Linked DNA regions of Rattus norvegicus: regions 1, 2 and 4 are each linked to region 3. A link is a contact called in public Hi-C data. All regions are on one chromosome and are shown on one strand. The core of a region is the stretch at or near the end of the contact, and the rest is flanking DNA. Distances in the headings are between cores, read along the strand shown. Region 1 has its middle 16 kb from the start of Cep57l1. Region 2 holds the start of Armc2 (armadillo repeat containing 2). Region 3 holds the start of Foxo3 (forkhead box O3). Region 4 overlaps Armc2 (armadillo repeat containing 2).

The links. Hi-C and Micro-C count contacts between places; a contact is called where the count stands out from the background.
Region 1: a contact with region 3 is called in a Hi-C map of liver, with 4 times the contacts expected there. The contact joins the enhancer-like site here to the promoter of Foxo3 in region 3. A contact is called at or near these places in 9 of 12 Hi-C or Micro-C datasets (the A7r5 cell line, the Rat2 cell line, frontal cortex and 5 more) and 1 of 1 datasets of contacts at active chromatin or transcription factors (oligodendrocytes).
Region 2: a contact with region 3 is called in a Hi-C map of prefrontal cortex, with 1.8 times the contacts expected there. The contact joins the promoter of Armc2 here to the promoter of Foxo3 in region 3. A contact is called at or near these places in 10 of 12 Hi-C or Micro-C datasets (the A7r5 cell line, the Rat2 cell line, Schwann cells and 6 more) and 1 of 1 datasets of contacts at active chromatin or transcription factors (oligodendrocytes).
Region 4: a Hi-C map of kidney shows a contact between it and region 3, with 4 times the contacts expected there. The contact joins the enhancer-like site here to the promoter of Foxo3 in region 3. A contact is called at or near these places in 9 of 12 Hi-C or Micro-C datasets (the A7r5 cell line, the Rat2 cell line, Schwann cells and 5 more) and 1 of 1 datasets of contacts at active chromatin or transcription factors (oligodendrocytes).

Annotation. Positions count from the first base shown.
Region 1 is chr20:46,891,383-46,894,082 of GRCr8, forward strand. It overlaps a transcript of Sesn1 not described here. Among named protein-coding and RNA genes, the nearest start is that of Cep57l1, 16 kb to the left of the region's middle. Within about 2 kb of position 1,274, at least 15 of the 93 cell types and tissues checked have an H3K27ac peak or open chromatin away from gene starts, as enhancers often do. A contact at or near this core is called in hepatocytes and liver, where this site is marked.
Region 2 is chr20:47,082,509-47,085,208 of GRCr8, forward strand. Armc2 (armadillo repeat containing 2) reads right to left here and starts at 1,380. Exons shown (of 18, transcript XM_574794.5): 1 at 1,284-1,380. The coding sequence starts at 1,365. It overlaps LOC103694446 (a long non-coding RNA gene), which reads left to right and starts at 1,446. Exons shown (of 2, transcript XR_597445.4): 1 at 1,446-2,700.
Region 3 is chr20:47,345,559-47,348,284 of GRCr8, forward strand. It overlaps Foxo3 (forkhead box O3), which reads right to left and starts at 1,287. Exons shown (of 4, transcript NM_001106395.1): 1 at 1,071-1,287; 2 at 1-90.
Region 4 is chr20:47,046,310-47,049,009 of GRCr8, forward strand. Armc2 (armadillo repeat containing 2) reads right to left here. Exons shown (of 18, transcript XM_574794.5): 6 at 603-679. Among named protein-coding and RNA genes, the nearest start is that of Armc2, 36 kb to the right of the region's middle. Within about 2 kb of position 1,257, at least 4 of the 93 cell types and tissues checked have an H3K27ac peak or open chromatin away from gene starts, as enhancers often do. A contact at or near this core is called in kidney, where this site is marked.

The sequences.
Region 1 (2,700 bases), core at 24-2,523, 450 kb before region 3:
CTCAACCTGAGTTCTACTACACTTGTACCAGTCAGCACAGACTAGTTTCGGACTCGTAACTGACAGTTTATTAACTTTCACATAGCAGTTAGTATTCAGAGTTTTGATATCCATGGTATGTACACTAAAAGTCCATTGCAGGATGAAAGGAGTGATGGTGTTGGCAAAAGACCATGTCAGAGAAAAGTACAGTCTCTGAGCTGTGCTACACGTCACAACTGTCAGCACATTGCATTTATTCTGTTTCCAAACCTGCTTTTCCCTTCGGGTCCGGTTCCATATCAACATGGTTAACTACCAGACCATCAAAGGTACTCAGGGCTGGGGCCGGGCTGGGACTGGTCTGGGGCCGGGCTGGGGTGGCTGGTAGTGTTTGCTTGACATGCATGGCTTGGCAGGGTATACCTGTACTCCCATCCTTGGAAGGCATGGGAAGGAGAACTAGACTTGGTCTTCTTGGCTACTTGTGACTTGAAGCTAGCTGGGGCTTCATGAGACTGTGTTTTAAAAAACAAAAAGCAATCATTTGGTGAGGGGGAATCTGTGTCTGTCCTAAACACATGCACTCTTGTCATTTCCCAGACAATACAGTATAACTACCATTTGTAATCTAGAGAGTGTGTGGATGGAAAGCTGTGTATGTGTGCAGAGAAGGACCACAGTGTATCAACCTTCACTGAAGTCTAGCACATCGTACATGGCTGGTCGAGTCTGTTGGTTCAGCTAGCCCTTTTGTTTCCTTTTCAATCTAACACAGAAAACTTCATTTTCTAGAAAAAAAGTTTGAATCCAAATTAGAAGTTTGTTTGGCCTTTGTACTAAGAAATGAGTTATTACTAAGTATACTTTCATTATTCATAGTAGTAATTACTCAGATAGAGAGGTGCTAAACTGGGTGTCCTGGTGTATGCCTGTAACCTCAGAGTCTGAATGGCTAAAGCAGGCAGATGACTGTAAAATGGGGGCCAGCCTGATTTACATACTGAGCTCCAGGCCAGGAAGACAATGTCTAAAATAAAAATAAGATAAAATAAAAGACAAACATTTGCTAATTCCATCTGCAATCGTCTTTGATGGCGTCTTTGAGTTCGGAAAGTAAGGAAACTTACAAAGATTCAAATGTTGAGTAAATAATAATCTACTTTTTAACAAGAACTTTAAAAAGTCATCTATTTACTGTATGTGTGAGCGTGCGTATGCTCTTATGCCATGGCCCACATGTGGGAGTCAGAAGACACTTGGCAGGAGCCAGCTGTCTCCGTCCTGTGGTCACAGAGGTGAAGCGCAGGTTGGCAGGCTTGGCAGCAAGCGTGTGACCTCCTGAGGCATGCTGCTGCCTTACTGTGGCCTGTCAGATGCAATGCTTGTATTGACCGGGGTAAGGACACTGGAGGGTGCCTGCCTGTCTTCCTGTCCTCGAGAACTTAGCAGTGGGGATGTTGGATTTCTCTGAGCCCTGCAGCATCACCCCCTTCATCCAGTCATCGCATGAGTAGCTTTTAAAGATACTTAAAAGTTCTTAAAAATCCTTTTTTGTGTCTGACACTATTCTGGCACTAAGAGGGTTTTTTGTTTGTTTGTTTGTTTTTAAGTAGAAAATGTTCTCGTTTTCAGTGAGTTAAAGGAAAACAATAAAAATAAACCAAGATTGTGACTAAGAGTTAAAATTGTATGATAGTATGTTATTAGCACTGTAGCTGCCGATAAAGTGTTTTATCTATAGCATATTTGAGTACAATCATAGTTGGGGTTTTTTAAGATTTATTTATTATATATAAGTACACTGTAGCTGTCTTCAGACACATCAGAAGAGGGCATTGGATCTCATTACAGATGGTTGTGAGCCAACATGTGGTTGCTGGGAATTGAACTCAGGGCCTCTGGAAGAGCAGTAAGTGCTCTTAACCACTGAGCCATCTCTCCAGCCCAGGTGGTTGTTTCTTAAGATTGATTTGTGTGTATGAGTGTTTGCCTGTATGAATGTGTGTACACCACAAGCATCCCTGGTACCTGAGGAGGGCAGAAGAGGGCAGCAGATCTCCTGGAATTAGAGTTACAGAAAGTTGTGAGCGTGTGTGTGTGTGTGTGTGTGTGTGTGTGTGTGTGTGTGTGTATGTTTACACTAGGGATTCAGCCCAGGGCCTCATAAATGCAAGGGTTCTAATACTGAACTACACCCCAACATCTCCCCCACTCCAAATACACACATACACACACATCTACACACACACTCACGGACATACACACTCACAGACATAAACACACACACACACACACACACACAATTTTCACTGAGTGCTTATCATGTACTACCTTCAAGGCATTTTATAAGCAGAATCGTAGCGTTTCAGTGAGCTGTACGGTTTGATGATCATCTCCAAGTACTAGAGACATATGTGTGTGCACTCCTCGCTGCCAACCTAGACTGACTTTCCGAGTGTGTCAGAGAAATTGGAAGGTCTCAGAAGCTTCCCTTGGACTCCAGTGTCCTAAAGGAGGGAGACACTGTCCAGGTGTGGAGGGACACAAATCTGCAAAATGCCTTTCGGGGTTGCTTGCTTGCTTGTTTGATTTGGTGTCCAGTATGTCTGGAATTCACTTCATAGACAAGCTGGCCTTAAGTGTATCACACTCCTCTCTTCTGCCCTCCTTTAGTGCTGGGCTTTTTTTTTTTTTTTTTTAAAGATTAGTTATTTATTT
Region 2 (2,700 bases), core at 130-2,629, 260 kb before region 3:
GCAGCCAGTGCTCTTAACCACTGAGCCACCTCTCCAGCCCCATGTGTTATTTTCATGTGTTTTTCCTCTGGCCTCAGAGGGCGTTATGTGCACACTGTACAGGCAAACATTCACACACATAAAACGAGAATAAATACATCTTTAAAAAAAACCTCTGTCTTTACTGCTGCTACCAACAGCCACGAGCTACCTCTTTTATGGTAAAGACAACATTGCCCGTCAACATTGCCAACATCAGGGTCTGCAGGTGCACACTTTTCCCAGCAAACCAAGCACTCAGAACCCTTTCTGTGACCGAATTACTCTGGGGTTAAATGAGCATACAAACAGTTGCAAGGAAAGTGCTCAGAGCAAGTGTTAAGTCCCCTGAGGAGCTGCAGCTCTGTGACCTTGAAGGCCATTGGACATCCCTATGCATGTGTTCTCTTGTGTAAAAAGTATGGACAAAGACTGACTCTTTTTTTTTTTTTCTTTTTTTCTGGAACTGGGGACCGAACCCAGGGCCTTACCACTGAGTTAAATCTCCAACCCCACAATGACTGACTCTTAGGGCAGTTTTCAGCCTTGCACGAAATGGTCCAAATGTCCTAGCACAAAATGCTAGCCCTTAAAGTACTAAGAATTACTGTCCAAGTGTTGGGTGATAGAGAAAGATCTTCCTATGAATGAAAATATGGACCAACAAGAGAAATCACTAAAGACAATATTTGTTCAATGTTTTCATGTATACCATAAATGTAAAATTTTCAACTAGAGAATGCTATCCTTGATTAAAAAAAAAAACACAGCGTTTTTTATCTGGATGTCAGTTATCCCCAATCTACGCACACTATTACTCAGAACCTTAGGGATTCACAAGAATGGGATACAAATAGTGTGACTTATTTTCTACCAAATGAAAAGACTATAATGTCAGGACAGAAGAAACTACTGTAATACTCACGACGTGGGTCATAAGAGGCATTCTGTACAATACGGTGAATTAATATTGTTCCACATACACTTTATTGAGGACTCGTTTGTTACCTAGGAAAATCCTAGTTTGTTCTGTGTGACCTTGGCGCTAGGTCGCCCGCCTCCACAAAGTCCCTTAGTCTACCAGTCTCTCATTCAACCAGTGTTACTGAGCTCCTGATAAATACCAGACTAAAGGCTCGCTGTTACAGAAGCTGACACCTGTGCGAACCCCAGAGTCTGCAGCAGTACCGCTCGACCCTGTCCGGGGACAGAGAAGAAAACAACTGCAGGAGGGGTCCCTGGTGAACCTGCAGGGGACTCCTCACCTCCCGCGCGCACAGCTGCTCTCCCACTCCCCGCAAAGCCGGCTTCTCCACCGGTCCAGGTCAGGGCAGAGCGCCTCAGCATCCTCACCTTGCCCTCCCGCCCTCCCGCGCACTGCCTTGGCCCTGCTGGCTAACGTCTCCATGGTAACCGTACACAAACCACCTTTCGCTGCAGGTCGGGCGGTCAGCCTCCAGATCCGGGGCGCCGCGGAGCGATGCGAAGTGAGCTGGAGTAGGTGCTGGGTAAGGGGACTCCGGGCTCACTCAAAACGTCTGTGACTAGCGCTAGACACTCAGAGCCCGGCAGAGAGCAGACTGCTTTCCCGCTCTGGCCCGGATGCAGGGAGCAGGAGGAGGGGCGGGGCGGGGCGACCCTGCTCCACTCTCCGCCACTGAGCCTGCGCCGATCCCGCCAACCACGCACGCGTAGCAGCGTCTAGGCGTGACGAAGGCCGGTGAGGAGCGCAGGCAGGAGCGTACGCACCGAGGAAAGGCAAGGGTCGGTGGAGGGGAGTCTTCTTTTGCGTTAGCTTCTCCCCGTGGGATCTCCTAGATTCTGTTAAACAACAGGCAGAGGAACAACTAAGTGTTTTGGGAAAGAGTCGGTTACTGATTGTGGATGTCAGCCTCCGCCTGGAACCGGTTCCTTAGCATCTCATCCGTTATGCATAAGGAAGAGGGGGTTACCCTGTGTGTGAGTAGCTGAGTCTTGGGTTGTAGCAAAAATAAATGTTAAGGGCTATGAATGTAGCAATGAATGCTAACCTCTTGGATATTATTAACTCCTTGCCTTGGGGCAGCGCTCAACAGTTTGTAGAGCGAGCCCACAACAGAGCAACTAGAGACCCAAGGTCAAATCAGGTAGGAGCGATTTAAGTCTCCGGTTGCTATGGCTAGTCGCTGTGTGTTCTCACTGTATCACTAAAGCCCAATGGGGGAATGTATTTCTATGTATTTCTTTGTATGTGTTTCTAGTTCAAATTCTGTTTGCTCCTACACTGGATCATTGGGTAACACTTGGGAAATACAAGCTCTAGATTTACACTACGGTATATAAATACAGGGATTATCAGAGCAAGTGTTGTCAACACTGGAAAAATGCCACATCCCGTGGTGCCAAGTGTCTTGTAAAGAATAATTAAATTGTATCTATTTTGCACCGATTTGCACATTGGATGAGAAACGGCACCTGGAACATAGAGAGAGAAAGGTTTTCCAAGTGCTTAACAAGATTTCCCACATTACAGACAAAGGAAACTCAATCGTTGATGAAGATATTTTTTTCCACTGGGAACAGGATCTAGCCCATGAAGTCCCGTGACTTACTAGTCACGAGACTTAGTTGTGCAAAAGGACATTGCCTGTTGCATAGAAACCACACTAGTATTTCGATCTCATACTTTCTGAGATGTGATAA
Region 3 (2,726 bases), core at 37-2,536:
GCGGCTTGGGCTCTTGCTCTCTCCTCTCGCGCCCAGGCTGGGTGCGGCGGGGGAGGGACAGGGCGCCGCGAAGGCTCGAGCTCCAGCTACCTAGGGAAGCGCGAAGAGAGAGTTGGTTATCCCGTGCAGGAGCCTAGTCCACGGAGACTCCTCGCCCGCGGCCGCCACCTAGAACGGATAGACCTGGGGACGTGCGTCCCGCGAACCTGGCGCAGCAGACGCCGCCCCCTGGACAGGCCGCCCCGGAGACGCGAGCGAATCGACGGCCGCGCGCGGGGCAGCCCCCTCCCCCGCTGCCGTCGCCAGAACGGCAGGTCTCTCCCGGGCTGGGTGGCGGGGCGGAGGGGGGAGGGGTGCCCCGGGGGAAGGGTGGCCGCGCGCCTGAGAGAGTGGGCGGCCTCCCGACCCCAACAGCACAGCAGTGGTCGGAGGGCGTGCGTGCGTTTGTTTACGTTTGGCTCCCGCCCGCTCAAGTGCCTCCCGCGGAGGCGCAGCCGAAGTCAGCAGAGTCCTGGGCTCTTCTCCGGTTCCCCGGCCCTGCGAGCCTCCTCCTCCCCCCGCTGCACACCCCTCCCAGACCAGTGGCCCCCTAGGGCTGGCGCAGGCAACTCCCGTCTTTTCCTCTCCACCCGCGGACCAGCAGGGCGAGCGTGGGGTCTGGGTGCAGACCTGCCAGGGTGACTTCCAACGAGAGAGGACCGACCCCGCAGGACCCGCTAAGAAGATCTGAGGTGTATTTTCGCGGGGACGTGGGGCCCTCCGCCCCCTTCCAGGTCAGAAACGGGAAGGAGGAAGCAAGTGGGAACATAAATCTTCCAACAGGTCGGGAAGCGCCAAATCTCTCGGACTGCAAGAAAACCCGGACCAGCACGTTCATCACCTCCTTGCTCCCGCTGCTGCCATCTTGACAGTTCCCCCCTTCCCTCAAGTCCTTTAAAGACACTAGCGGGAGAGAAGGGGGAGAGCACACCGAGTCACGGGGAGGGAAAGGGAAGCGCCTGGCCCAGCTCGGAAACAGATCCGGAGTCACTGGAAAGGCGGCCGCCCCGCTGCACAGCTCCAGCGCCTACCTCGGCTCCTTCCCTTCAGGGACGAGGCGGGAGGGCGTACGATTCCGCGCGAGCCCAGGGCACCGCGACGAGGGGACGCTCGGGCCGCCGCCGCAGCCCGCCGGAGGAACCGCCTGTCAGCCTGTGCTGCGCCGCCGCCTTCCACATTCCTCCTCCTCCCTTCCACGAGCAGGGCGGCCGCGGCAGCAGCACAAAGTTATAGACACTCGCAGGGAGCCTCAACCTAGGCTGACGGCGGGGCGGGTCCCCGCCCAGGGGGAGGGCTGGGGCGGGGGCCGGGAGTGCTGCTGTGCGTGCGTGTGGGAGTGCGCGTGTGTGCGCACTCGCGCCTGCGCGGGGCTGCGGGAGTGGGGGTCGGGCGCGCGGGTCGGGACTCGGCCGGGCTCCGGCAGCCCTCGGTGCCCGGGTCACACACTCTGGAATCGCAGCAGCCCACGCTGGCCCGGGACGGGAGGCCAAGTCGGAGCACACCGCTGGGCGCCGCCGCGCGCCCTCTCTGCCTCGGGCCCTGCGTTTGCCTCTTGGGTCCCCGGCCTGCCCGTGGGTGCGTGGGGTCGGAGCCCGCCCCAGTATTGGGTTCCTCATTAGAACCTGACACCAGGTAACACCCGAGATAAGACGCCAGCCGCAGGTGACAGGGGTTACCTTGGCGTGGAAACACTGGCCGGCGAAGATAGCGGTGCCTTTCATCAGGCACCAAAAGGTGTGGACTGGACCCTCACCTGGGACGCCCAGCGACAGTCGTGCTTCGCTTTTTCACGGATTTGAAGGCAAACCGGAAAAGCGTAGCTCAGGAGGAAAAGTGCAGTGCGCCCCAGTCTAAACGCAGAAGCAGCAGATACCTAACTGGAAGCGGGCAACAGTTTTCTTAGGATAAAGCAGCCGGCTACGTGCTTGACTTTTTCAAGTCTTTAGACTTCAACTGGCGCCTTCACATTCCCTTACCCCAGGATCCGTGCCACTAGGCCGTACGGGTGTGCTTTCCTGCGCCACATGCGACATGCATAACCAAAAATCTCCCCATTTTGATTCATAGGTATCTTTCAAAACAAAACCCTCTCAGTCACTGCAGCTAAAGTCTGGGCTCCGCGACAACCCTATACCCCAAAACAGTCAGCCTAGAAGAGCCTGCAGGGGCCGCCCACCCCGAAACTCCGGCCTCCAGGCTTTACGCGCGGCCCGTCACTCAAGTGACGTGGGGCCCCGCCCCTGCACCAAGCTAGTTCGACGGGTACAAACAGATGATGTCATTGTCTCTACACGCGCGTGACCCCGGAGCCCTGCGCCGCGTCGCCATTCGCTGCGCGGCTTCCTCGTCAAGCCACGCCGAGCGCTGACTGGCCGCCGCCGCTAGTCTCCGGGCTCCAGACGCCCCTCTCTCTCCCCTTCGCCCCCGCCCCCAGCAAATAATAAACAATCGAGTAAAATTGGAAGGACAGAGGGGAGGGAGAGCGAAGGCGCTCCGGGACGCAGCCTTCGGCGCGCAGGTGACCGGAGGACTAGAGGAGGACTGTGCGGGGAGGAGGGAAAGGAGGTAGGGAGCGGACCTGGGCGGCCACGCTCCATCAGGGCAAGAAACTTGCAGAACCTCGGCGAGGTCAGCCTGATAGGGTAGCGGGCGTTAGGACCCCAGGGCCCAGGAGAGATGGGCTGGGC
Region 4 (2,700 bases), core at 7-2,506, 300 kb before region 3:
CTTTTCTTTGCCTTACTTTGCACCATTTCTAGTCATTGGTCTGTATTATTGTATATTTCCCCGGGCATAGTAAAGTCCCTAAAGGGCTTTCATAATATAGTATTATATTTTCATTTACGCGAGCAATGATTTTGAACTTTAGTTTCGAATTACACTGATACCAAGTCTGCCCCCTGCCCCCAGAAACTTTCAAGTTATAATTTCTGTGAGTTTCTGTCCACGTCAAAGGTATCAGAATTGGGGACTGGTTAAGACTGCAGTGAAAAATGAAAACTTAGGGGGGAGGGGGATGTTTGCCCGGAAACCGGGAAAGGGAATAACATTCGAAATGTATATAAGAAATACTCAAGTTAATAATAATAAAAAAATATATATAAAAAAAATGAAAACTTAGAAAACGAATGTTGGTTTCTGAGCAAGCTGGATCCAGTTCCCAGAGTTGTTAAACAGAGAATTGTCAATAAGGACACAGCAGCCTGGCACTCTAGACTCGCCTTGACTCGACCCCTGACTTCCAAGTAACATTGTCTTTGAAAAACAAGTAACGCTGGCTTTACAGCATGAGGATCCGAAGAATGCAGAAGGCCAAGGAGCACACTCACCTGTTCTGGTTTCCTGTCTGCTCAGGTCTGAGCTGCTAGGACACGAGGAGGCCCTGGCACGCCGTTTCCCAGGATCCCTAGGAGGAAGTAGAAGGAATGAGACACAAAGGTATTTTCATTTTTATAACTGCAATTTGTTCCCGTCGGGCTTTGGAAGAAACCGCAGAGAATAGTTTAAGAGTTTGGTGTCCAGTTGTCTGCTCTAACCTGCCTTTGCCTTCTAACTAAGATTTGTCTGTGAGAACACAACTCTACTGGCTTAACAGTATGAAATATGACACTAGAGAGACCCAAAAAATAAATCCAAAATTGACTTGTGGGTGAGGTGGTGGTGATGGTGGTGGTGGTGGTAGTTAAAGATATGGACCACAAGAGGGCGCTGCTACAACAAGAACCAGTAGGAAAAACAACCCGAGAAAAGCTCGCTTGCTCTGCCCCAAGGTCACATGAGCAGGGTCAGCTCTGGAATGCGAGCTCAGGGTTTTCAACCCACTGTCCTTCCCACTGCACCACAGAACGTCCCATTCCCACTTTAAAACTCCATTCAATTAATAGTCTCTAAAAATACTCTTAGAAATATTTCAACTGTTAAAAATAAAGCAGTATATTTAGCCAGTCCCTAGATGAGAAGCATAAGAGTAGGCCTGGCTGGTTATGGGGTGCTTGACTCTGTTACCTGGCTGCTGCTTTTCCCAATTATAGCTGACTTGAAGGTCTTGCCCTTTAAATATCTGTATAAAATCCTAGGATGGCAAGTTTGACACAATTTCTTTTTGATGGTCCCACACACTTGTAATAATATTAACAACAGTAATAATATAAATAATAGTAAATAATAATAAGTTATTATTCTTTTGGTTTTTTTCAGATGGGGTTTCTCTGTGTAGCCCTGACTATCCTGGAACTCACTCTGTAGCCCAGATTGGCCTGGAACTCACTCTGTATACCAGGCTGGCCTTCAACTCACGGGATCCACCTGCCTCTGCCTCCTGAGTGCTGGGATTAAAGGCGTGTGCCACCACCTGGCAAACTAATTTGCTTCACTGCATCTGTGTGTGGCCATGGACATCAGTAAGCTCTTGGGCTCGCCCACTAGCGAAGCTCACAGTCCCACCTCAGAGCTTGGCCTGGCCTGGCCTTGCCTTGCCTTTCCCCCTGGACTTTAGCCTCATCACATAACTTTCAATATTTTTTTTTCTGTCAATATATTTTTGTTTTTTGTTTTTTTTTGGTCATAAAATAGGGAAAGTTGATAGGGCCTTTTGTTTTTTTTAAAGATTTATTTACTTATTACATATAAGTACACTGTAGCTGTCTTCAGACACACCAGAAGATGACCCCCAGATCTCAGTACAGATGGCTGTGAACCACCATGTGCTTGCTGGGAATTGAACTCAGGACCTCTGGAAGAGCAGTCATTACTCTTAACCACTGAGCCACCTGTCCAGCCTGAGAGGGTCTTTTTTTTTTTTTTTTTTTTTTTTTTTTTTTATTAAGACTCTAATTCTCTGAAACAACAGAAGTTTTGGAGCAAGGTGCTCCTATCCAATAAGACAAAGAATATGAGGATGGATTGCCTCAAAGACAGAAATAAAGGACTCAATCCATGGAGAGACTGTCAAAGCAAGACTTCAAGACTTACATACAAGCACTTGGGAGGCAGAGGCAGGAGGATCTCTGAGTTCAAGGCCAGCCTGGTCTATAAAGTGAGTCCTAGGACAGCCAGGGCTACACAGAGAAACCCTGTCTTGAAAGACCAAAACAACAACAAAAACTTACATGAGACCCTGTCTTACAAAACCAAGCCTCCGCCCTGCCGCTCCCCAGAGGATTCACACAGTTAATGGTTGATGGGAGAGGAATTGTCTTCTATGTTGTAGCAACTGGTAAGGTACCCAGACTCCTGTAAACAAACCTTCATCCACACTTCTAGCCAACCCTAACACACACACACACACACACACACACACACACACACACACACACCATGCACACTCACACACAAATGCTCAATAAAAGTGGGAGGGGGATGAGAGAGAACAATGGAGGTGAAACAACAAAAATCCATCAGATACCGATATATGACAACTGTCACAGA